Linked DNA regions of Mus musculus: region 1 is linked to region 2. Evidence: chromatin contacts called from public Micro-C data. All regions are on one chromosome and are shown on one strand. The core of a region is the stretch at or near the end of the contact, and the rest is flanking DNA. Distances in the headings are between cores, read along the strand shown.

Region 1 (5,071 bases), core at 2,222-4,721, 640 kb before region 2:
TCAGCAGCACACACGCCACCTGCCATACCACTTCCAGAACACCTCCTGTCCTGCAGCCATCTCGGCTCACTCAAGCCCCTCATTTCTCACGGCTCCTTGCTCCTTGGTCCTCACAAGAATAGCTTCCTGTCCTTCTTTCCCCTGGCTCTGTATTCCTGCTGGGGTCATCTCCACCTTTAATCTGATCGTTCCTCCCTAAATCCACTTGCATCTTGGACATCTTCACGTATTCGGAAATTAGGCGCTTTACCTAAGAGGCAAACCTATTTAAGTACCTGCAAAATGAACAAAATCTGGGCTGTGATGCATCCATCTCCTGTTGCCCAAGCCAAAAACTTGGAACTATAGAGACCTCTAACCATGCTGTGACAATCACCAGGATGTGGGCGCCGACAAGGCAGCCGTGAGCACGGACAAGGCGGCTGAGGTCAGAGGCTTGGTGTTTTCTGATAGCCCAGATTCAAGCACAGCTATTTAGTAATTGAATGACTTCTAACTCATTTTTATATCTATATGTGTGAGTGTGTGTATATGTGTGTATATACTATATAATTATACTATATATCGTAATTATATATATTACATAATTACATATATATATACACATAATTACAGTATATACTATAGAAAATTGCACAATGCCTATGCAGCTATAATTTTTAAGTGTATGCTCATTGGTACCACTGCTTCCCAGGGGGAAGAGCTTAGCCTATCTGATCTGTGCCCAGGTTGCCACCAGCCTGTGACTTAGGGTCCCTCTATCTCAACACTGAAGTTTGAAATCAGAGAGTTGAAGAACAAGCAGGTGTCTAGAACTAGATACAGAGTTAGAGTGGGGGACCATGTCAAAGTCATGAAGAAGTCAAGCTCCTCTAAGAAGTACAGAGGCATCAGTAAGGGCACTGGACCCCGGGCTGACCTGGGTTCCGAAGCATTGTCGTTGATCTGGGTATCTCAGGATCTTATAAGAGTCCCTCTCTCCCCAGTGAGGATGGGATGGCCTGTCAGATCGCTGACTTGTGCCTCATACACAGTTCCCAATGTGTTATGTAGTCACCTTCCACTGTGAACCCTGCTCAGCTCAGTGCCTCACAAAGGACGAGTCATACAGCGGCCAGAACTCCACTCAAAGAGAAGGGCAGAGACCTTACTCAGAGTGCCATGTAGCTCAGAAGGGAAAACAAAGGGCAAATCCGGGAGAGGGCTCACACTTTCCCCCAAACCACTCTGAGTCCCCTGAGGGGTACACACAGCATGCTGTGATGTTCACAGGGGCAGGGCCTCCTGTTGGACACACACACCCTATGGGAAAGGTTCCCTCCCCTGTGCATCTGGAGGTGGGGGCATCTCTGGGTAGGCATCGAGGTATTGGCTCCTCAGCTTTCCGTCTAGGCAATTCACGGGCTCTACAAGCCTCTCTCCCTGACAGGCCATTACACACTCCTCACAAGGTTGCTGCAAAGATCAAATAACCTGCAGAGAGGGCTTGGCAAGTGCCTGGGCCTTCCTAAGAGTTAGATAAAAGTTCCCCCAGCCCCGTTTCACTGAATATAAAACTAGGGAAAGTTTGCTGTTTCTACTTAGTGGAACTCAATACCTACCAATCACATTTATCACAAGCCGGGCAATGGTCTAAGCAAAACAAACAACAACGTGAAGTTCAGAGCTGTGAGGTGACGTGCCCAGTGCCTTGCCACTGACAAGTGACAGAAGGTGACACATCCACCTCCCAACCCATACCCAGGACACTCGGGCATGGCACGTGGGATGCTAATGCTTTGTCTCTAGCATATGAGATGCTTGGAAAGTTTTGACCATGTGGTAGAGAGCCAGGGCTGAAGCCAAGGACCAGAGAAGGGCAGTGCTTTTATGAGGGACAAAGAACAGGGGAGGTTGGAGCTGGCATTAAGACCGGAGCACAGCAAGTTTCTTGGAAACTGAGCACAGCCTGTTGAACAGTTATTCACATGAATTTGCCCCCAGGGCCTGAGTAACCAGGCTGCAACTTGTGTAACCGGGAAGCGTGAAGGCAGGCAGTTATGATCGGAGCAGCTCGGCCTGCCTCTCCCATTGGACCCCAGGGCAGTCAGTCTGGGACAGGCTTTCCCAGAGAAGGTGGCAGATCTGGTTCCTCCTACAGGTTGCAGAGGATAGCTTCTGGGCTTCAGCATTGCAAACTGGTCCCTAGAAGTCAATTTTTGTTCTGTCCTTGCCGAGGCTTGTGATGGTGGGTTTTTGTTTTGTTTTGTTGTTTTTTTAAACACTGTGGATTTCAGACCAGCTTTTCTGAAAGACAGAGGTCCCTTCCTCCTCCCTCTGGCCTGTCCCCTCTGCTCTCCCTTCCCTTCTCTTTCTACACTGGGGCTCTGACTCAGTGCAGTTAATCTGTGTGTAGGAAAGCAGAAATGTCTAAAGAGCCTGCTCAGTATGCGAGGAATCCTTTTATAGTATGAATAATGGCTCCATTAAAAACCTACGGCAAGGTTTAAAACTTTTCCTGGCGTGACAGACAGGAAGGGCATGGGTGCCACCCTGTTGCCCTGGGAACACACACACCCCCACTTACTATAGTAAGAGGCTTCTCTGGGGTGTCTCCCCCACCAGAGCAGACAGCGAAAGCCTCGAAGCCAGCTCTTCACCCCGTGTGTGTGTGTGTGTGTGTGTGTGTGTGTGTGTGTGTGCATGTATGTGTGTGTGTGTGCATCCCCAGGCCATCTGCTTCCATTCCAGAGCACTGGCACCCACAAAGGAGGGAAGCCAACACCCACTGAGCAGCTAATCCTGCCTGCAGCAGGCCGTGGTATTTTGGCCCGTGGTGGTTTATTGTGTCAAATCCCATGGAACTGATGCAAGTGGACCTCCACAGTGAGAAACTCAAGTCTGGAAAGGCTAGTGACTTGAGTAGATGGAAAGTATTGAGTGCTGTCTATAAAACATGTTTTTGACATAGGCTCCGTGGGCATGGATGTAAAAACATCTCAAATCACCATTGGTCATTTTACCCCAGCACGCTCACCCTACATCTGAACTCTCCTACACTCTAACATAGCACCAGTACTTGTAGGTTCTTCCAGCTGAAGATCTGCCCAAGGTGTGCTTGTTCCCAGACAGCAGTGAGGCTGGCAACCAGACAGTCGCTTGCTTAGTAAGTCTCATCCCTGTTCTTCTGTAGCAGCCGGCTGAATCACACTTCCCAACCTCCTGGAGGTTCAGTCAAGGGACTCTTGGAGGCAATGGGATGTGAGCTAGCCTAACACATGCATCTCTCCTCTGCTCAACCACAAGCCCTTAGTGCAGATTTGAATTAAAACGAGCCCCATAGGCTCAGAGGGAGTGAGTGGCATTACTAGGAGGTGTGGCCTTGATGGTGTGGGTGTGGCTTTGTTGAAGGAAGTGTGTCACTGGGGGGAGGGGGCAGACTTTGAGGTTTCAAATGCTCAAGTCACGCCCAGTGGCTGACTCTTCCTGCTGCCTGCCAATTCAGATATAGAACTCTCAGCTACCTCTCCAGCTTGTCTGCTTGCCTACCTGCCTGCCTGCCTGCCTGCCTGCCTGCCTGCCACCATGCTCATCACCATAACAATAATGTGTAGCCACCAGCAGCCAAGAGAACTGGGTTCCTGAAAGGAAAGCTGGGGGTGGTTGGGAAGGATGGACAAGAAAAAAATGAGACCGAGACAAAGTTTCTGATCAAAGCCAGATGCTTAATTCTTAAAGCCGAATATAAAGGGGGGAACCACCCCCCATCCACCACCACCCTCACCACCTCCACCACCCCCACTCCCCCCACCACCCCCACACACACAAGTTGCCCAGATCTTGACAGGAAAACAAGCACAGCTGCTCAGCAGGTAGTGGTTTCTTGCAGGAAGCTGCAGACAAGGCAGGACAATAGACTCCACCCTAGGTGGGCTAGTCCAACTGTGCAAAACAAGGTCTGATTTAGCCCGCTTAAGGGCACAATAATGGACTAAGCCTGTGGACTACAGCCCCAACTAAGTGCCTTTCTTTATAAGAGTTGCTATGGTCATGGTGTCTTTTCACAGCAATAGAAACCCTGCCTAAGACGCCCTTTCACACAAAACAAGTCTCCCTCTGTCTTGAGAGGATCATCTCATATTTCCACGTAACTGTACAAAACATATTATTGTGGCTCATGGTTTCAGGGTTCCAGTTCCCAATTGACTCCATTGCTCTGGGCCAGAGGTCAAGGTGTGTTCTTATCACACAGAGGGAACTGCTTAGTATCAAACCAGCCTTCCTCAGCTGACAAGATACAGATTGAGCTAGATGCAGGGCAACATATACCCCCTGAAAATATATCCTCTGTCACCTATTTCTTCAATTAGGTCCCATGTCTGGAAGTTTTCACCGCCTCTCCAGAACACCACCATATTCCAAATCCATTGGCAGATTAGTTGACTGATGAAGGCAGAGTCCTCGGGTCTGGATCTTAGTGACTGGATCCATCAGCTATGGACCTCATCTTCAACCCCTGTACCTTTAGAATGATGCTTACGTCACAAAACCCAATAGCTGAGTGGTGGGGTAAACAGCGGTGCTCTTTAGCACAGGTTCCTCTTTGACTGTACCCTGAAACCACACAGAGAAATTTAGCCTTGAAAAGTGGAAGCCAGGCATCATACTATTAACACTCCCAAGCCGGGCGGTGGTGGCACACGCCTTTAAAATCCCAGCACTTGGGAGGCAGAGGCAGTCGGATTTCTGAGTTCAAGGCCAGACTGGTCTACAAAGTGAGTTCCAGGACAGCCAGGGCTACACAGAGAAACCCTGTCTCGAAAAAACAAGAAAACAAACAAACTAACTATTAACACTCCCAGGGGACTGCAGCTAATGTAAAGCTAATGTTAAGAGCCTTTGCCTCAAGGCAATGCTCTCAAAACTGTATCTAATCTTCCAGTATCAGCACCAGCTGTGGATTTGCTAGAAAATGTACATTCTTAGCTATGTGTGATGGTGAACACCTGCAATTCCAGAACTTAGGCAGCTGAGGCAGGAGAATTGCATATTTAAAGCTCTCTATCATGAGCTATATAGGAAGTTCAAGATG
Region 2 (4,920 bases), core at 2,340-4,839:
CCATCCAAGACTCCTTGACATGCCACTGGGAACAGCAGTAGGTAGAAAGATGCCGTTAGGGGATGTGACCCCTTTCTTCGTCAATCATGTAGGTTAGGGGTTTTTTGATGGTGTTTTATTTTAATCCAGGGTCTTGCTATACACCCCGCAGCCTGGGCTGCCTCTACTTCCTGAGTGCAGGGATTATAGGCATACTCCACCATGATTTTCCTCCAGTGCTTCATCGTGGCCCCTTGTACACAGTGATGTTTCCTCGAAGGTATCGCTTGCTCATGACATCAGTGACATGGTTCTCTGCAGGACTCCCAGGTGAAGTTAGATTGTCTTACACCAAGAGGATAATTGTGGGAACACCAGTACCATGCGGCCTGTTCTCTGAAGTCTTGTTTAGTCATTAAGTTTATGGCATGGGATGCTATTACTGCTCTCGTACAGCTTTTCTTAGTGAGGTTTCTGGTTTTCAGATAACACATGGACAAAACGAACTCCGAGAGAACTCTTGCGGTTTACAGCTCCCAGGTCCCACTCTATCGCTGGGGGAGGGCAGGACAAGAGCTGAATCAGGCCATGGAGGGGTGCTGCTTTCCTGGCTTGATCTCCATGGCTGTTGAGCCTGCTTTCTTATACAACCCAGGACCTGGACCAGCCCAGGTGGCACTGCCCGCATAAATCATTCATCAAGAAAATGCCCCATGGGCCAATCTGATGGAGGCATTTTCCCAGATGACCCCAGTTCCTGTCAAGTTGACCATCTAACCAGCACATAGCATCAAGCCCTCAAAATATATAGGAAGAAAAAAAAGTATACGCAAGCACAAAGAGAAATACTAGAAACTTGGAATTCTTGGTCATATAATCTATATTAGAATGTTTTCGTCAATAAACATGAGATCAGGGCTAATTAGGCACGCTGTCCTACAGGATAGAGATAAAGTACTAGGGAGGGAACAGGGAGCAGCCATGGGCTGTGCTCACGATCTTCAGTGCTTTCTACACAGCTTCCATAGCTAAGTCTGAGTGTGGGCAGATGTCTAAGAAAGGAGAGGTGAGGAGTATTTCTGCTGCCCAGTACCTGTACAGTCACTGAAATATATATCAAGCACCTACTGTGTGCAAGGCTCTGCAGGGTACTTCAATTTTAAGGGGAAGCAAAGTCAAGCCTACCTTTCCAAGGCTTAGCATCGAGCGTAAGACTAGCTGTACTGTGACTGGCGAGAGCTGTGGTCGAGGACCTGCGTAGTTAATGGTTCATCACAGAAATTGACCTGTGAGAGCTTTGGGCAAGTGATGAAGGGAATGCCTTATCGACATGTAGGGACTGACACAACCCGGTGGCATGCCGCTTCCTCTGATCTGCTTCTAGCTGCTTTATCTTTATCCAGCCACACCTGACACAGGTGAGCATCCTCGGTTGACAGCCACACCTGACACAGGTGAGCATCCTCGGGTGACAGCCATGCCTGCCACAGGTGTGCATCCTCTGGAGTAAGGGTGAGCAATGATTGCAGAGAGGGAGCAGGAGGGGTGGGCTGGCCAAGACAGCCAAGGTGTTTATATCCCACAGGACCAAGACTCGAATTTGTCGCTTTTTTTCTCAGCCGTAATACCAGCCACATCGCTTACATCATGAAGCTGTATCTTCAGCGTGCACATGAGGACACATTTGTATCCTCCCTAAAAACTCCACTTCTCTTCTCCTTGCCGTAGAGTTTGGGGGTTCTCAGATCACTCTGACCTTTTCATAGTTTTTTTTCAGCTGCCAGAGCATCTGGACTAAATTGGGCTAAGACCCCATTATTGTTCAAACTAAGTAAGAGCCCAGGCACCCCTACCACCGCCCACGGGGACTTTAAACATTAACAGAGTTGTTACCAGCCAAAGTATGTGCTTCCGACCTTGAGTTCTTCCTCCCTGTTTAATGGTAGTAGCTAGACCCTGGATGCCCCACTGAGATCAAAGTTTTCCTCTAGAGATGCAGCTTCATCTACAAAAAACTGCCCGGTTGTCGCAAGCTCTCCAAGGTAGACTCTCGAGCTGTGCTTGGCTCTGCTGCACTGACTCAAGACCCCTGGGGAAAGATGATGTAATTCCAGAGACTTCAGGGCACAAGACTCCCTGGATGTCTGAGGTAACTGGAAAATTCAAGGCTGGTCCCTTGGGTGCTTACTTGTATCCAACAAGTCTGATAGGCGGTTAAGACCTTTTCCCAAGTGGTCTTTGGTTCAATGGGATATACTTGGGTTTAGGGAAATGGAAGTCATGAAAACATACTAAGTAAAGCCAAACAAAACTCTACCAACTTGAATTTTTATTCATTCAACATACTATTTGTCTCTACTGTGAGCCAAAGTCTGACCTGCATGGGGATAATACAGTTACTGAATGCCAGCTCCCTGCCCTCGCGGAGCTCAGAGTCCAGTACAGCAGATGTAAGACAATACATCACCCGTCAGCTGGTGATGAAGCCGGGCAGGGGATGCCTCCTCCTGGGTATGATTCTTCTGTTTTACTCAGGATGGTTAGAAACCTCACTAATAGGACAATAGTTGACACTAGAGCAGAAACTTGAAGTCAAAGGGTATGATGCATCTTTGAGAAGGACTGTCAGATAGAAGGCCCATTACTATAAAGGCTCCAAGAAGAGGCTGCTGAGCCTGAGCAGCGGCCGGCAGGGCCACTGTGCCTGGACAGAAGGTGGAGCTGGGTAGGAAGAGAAGGCCATGGATCAGACCACGCTGGCACATGGTAATGTGAAGCAGGTGAGCTGCCTCTGTTCTGAGATGAGCGAGCGGTCACTGGAGGCACCGAGCAGAATGACCTGATGTGGAAGCAGGCTGGCGAGAAGATAGGCAAAGCTTTCTGGTGGGAGTCTCGGCTTGTCAGACCAGGATGGTAGCAATGGACGCAGAGAGCAGGAGTCAGTGAAAGTGAGGTTGACAGGAGTTACCAGTGGTTTGGATATGGTGTGACACACAAGGAGTTTCCAGGCTGCCCCACCTAAGGACAGACGCTTCTCTTTTAAAGTGTGGAGAGGACTCCAGGAGAAGCTGTTTGGTGATGACAGGCAGGAGCAAGTGAGAACTGGACACTGGGAGCCATTTAAATTTGAATGAGGGGCTTACTGTACACATAAGAGGAGATGTGATGACGTAAGTCACTGGACCTCATAATCATCTAGAGAGTGACCTGAAGAGGACTTGGGAGTCACCGAGTCTAAGTGGTATTTAAGTCAGAAGGAGGTCACGGGAGGAAACAGGGGCGAGAAATGGAAGGACTGCTCTTTGACTCTACTGAGCATACTGACAACAACACAGTGCAAGGTCGAGCTTAGGAGCCTGGGAGGGAACCATTGAGCAGAATGCAGGATGTACGCCTCATCAGACATGAAAATGGCACTGCAGGGAGGCAAAGCATGCTCCATTTGCTGCAGAAAGCTATCCTGCAGTTGAATAAACTGACCTGTGGCCCTACTCAATGCTGCTAGAACCCATATCCCCAAGATTCTGTAAGACACGCCCCCGGGAGGTGGGGTTGCCTGGCTGAGAACCAGTGATCTCAAAGCAGCCATGGCAAGCTCAGTAGACACCTGACCTGGCTCAGGGTGTGGCTGGGAGTGGGTGGGAACAGACAGAGTGAGGAGCAAACAACAACCAGCTGAGGGGGAGAGGGGCAGTGTTGTCTTCTGGGAACATCAGATTTTGCTTCCAGAAAGGGGCTCAAGGGGAATGTTCGAAGAAAATGAAGAAAGTATCTTAATGTCTTAATTATCTTAATGTATCTTATCTTAAAGGCTAAGAGAAGGAAGTGAAACCTGACAGTGGTCATCTAAGTGCCTCGCTTCCTTTCCTTTACCCAATTGCCCCTCCAATGAGTCACCACTCCCTATGAGATCCTATAATGCAAACTTCAGTAATTCAGTTTCATATGTTGTGAGTTTACTGCTGTGTAAGAAACCAAGAATCCCAGAAAACACAAAATCTCTACTGGGAAGACCTTGGCTGGGCTGAGGGAGTACTAAGTCTTCCTCCCAGAATCCTGTAGCCGCTAGGGGGTGCCCTGCAGAGTCAGTGCTTTCAGCTGTTGCAGGGTAGAGAGGGCAGCGAAAGCCCTCCATTAAGTCAGAGCTGTGTGGATGGAGGACCCGCCGTCATCTGATGTAAAGAACTGCAGCAGATGGCTGCGCTCTTGCCACACCGTACCTCCTTACTGTCTACTTGTGTGCCTACACATGAGCATCACTCGGGCGCTCATCTAGACGGCAAAACCGTGATAATCATCATAAACTGTGTACTAGGAAACCACTGAAAGTATACAACAAACAAATGATGGGCCAGAGGGGTTTCATCCTCCAGGAGAAGCCCTGAAACTCTAGCTCGGGGTAAACCGGAGAGGCTGCAACACAGTGGAAAGGAAGGCATAAAGTCCTCCCTGCTCCAGGAGCTCATGGTCCCATGGCACAGACACCTCAATGCCCGTATAAAACAGGAGAGCTTTCCGTGGAGTAGATCAGCAGCCTGCCTTGAGGAGCGGTGTAGGGGAGGCCTGCACTCCGCCATGGTACACGAGAGATGCCCACACAGAAAGCACTTGAAGTCTGATGTTAGAGAAAGCACTTCGTCTTTAATTCTGTCAGTCTCTTTGGAACTACTCAAGCTCTGGGTTCTCTGCATAGCTGAAGTTATGCTAGCTTCAGGGTTACCTGGCCCGACTTGTCCCCAGGAAGCATCAGAGCGCCACGGTCCTAAGCAGACTCCTCGGGGCGCCCTGCCCACTCGTGAACGAGCACTCGGACTTCTCAATGAACTTCCCACAGCAAGACCAGTGTGGACGGCCCGGGTGGCCTTTGTGTCCGTGGCCACAGCCAAGGTATCCACCTGCATAATACAAAGGGGGGAACAACATAAAGTAGAGTCCAGCTGT

Evidence for each region. Hi-C and Micro-C count contacts between places; a contact is called where the count stands out from the background.
Region 1: a contact with region 2 is called in a Micro-C map of embryonic stem cells, with 2.4 times the contacts expected there. The contact joins two enhancer-like sites. A contact is called at or near these places in 8 of 484 Hi-C or Micro-C datasets (the G1E-ER4 cell line, embryonic stem cells and olfactory sensory neurons) and 1 of 115 datasets of contacts at active chromatin or transcription factors (embryonic stem cells).

Annotation. Positions count from the first base shown.
Region 1 is chr3:101,569,256-101,574,326 of GRCm38.p6, reverse strand. No RefSeq gene overlaps it. Among named protein-coding and RNA genes, the nearest start is that of Atp1a1, 33 kb to the left of the region's middle. Within about 2 kb of position 3,471, at least 90 of the 459 cell types and tissues checked have an H3K27ac peak or open chromatin away from gene starts, as enhancers often do. A contact at or near this core is called in embryonic stem cells, where this site is marked.
Region 2 is chr3:100,931,385-100,936,304 of GRCm38.p6, reverse strand. Trim45 (tripartite motif-containing 45) reads right to left here. Exons shown (of 6, transcript NM_194343.2): 6 at 2,294-4,874. The coding sequence ends at 4,726. Among named protein-coding and RNA genes, the nearest start is that of Trim45, 11 kb to the right of the region's middle. Within about 2 kb of position 3,589, at least 48 of the 459 cell types and tissues checked have an H3K27ac peak or open chromatin away from gene starts, as enhancers often do. A contact at or near this core is called in embryonic stem cells, where this site is marked.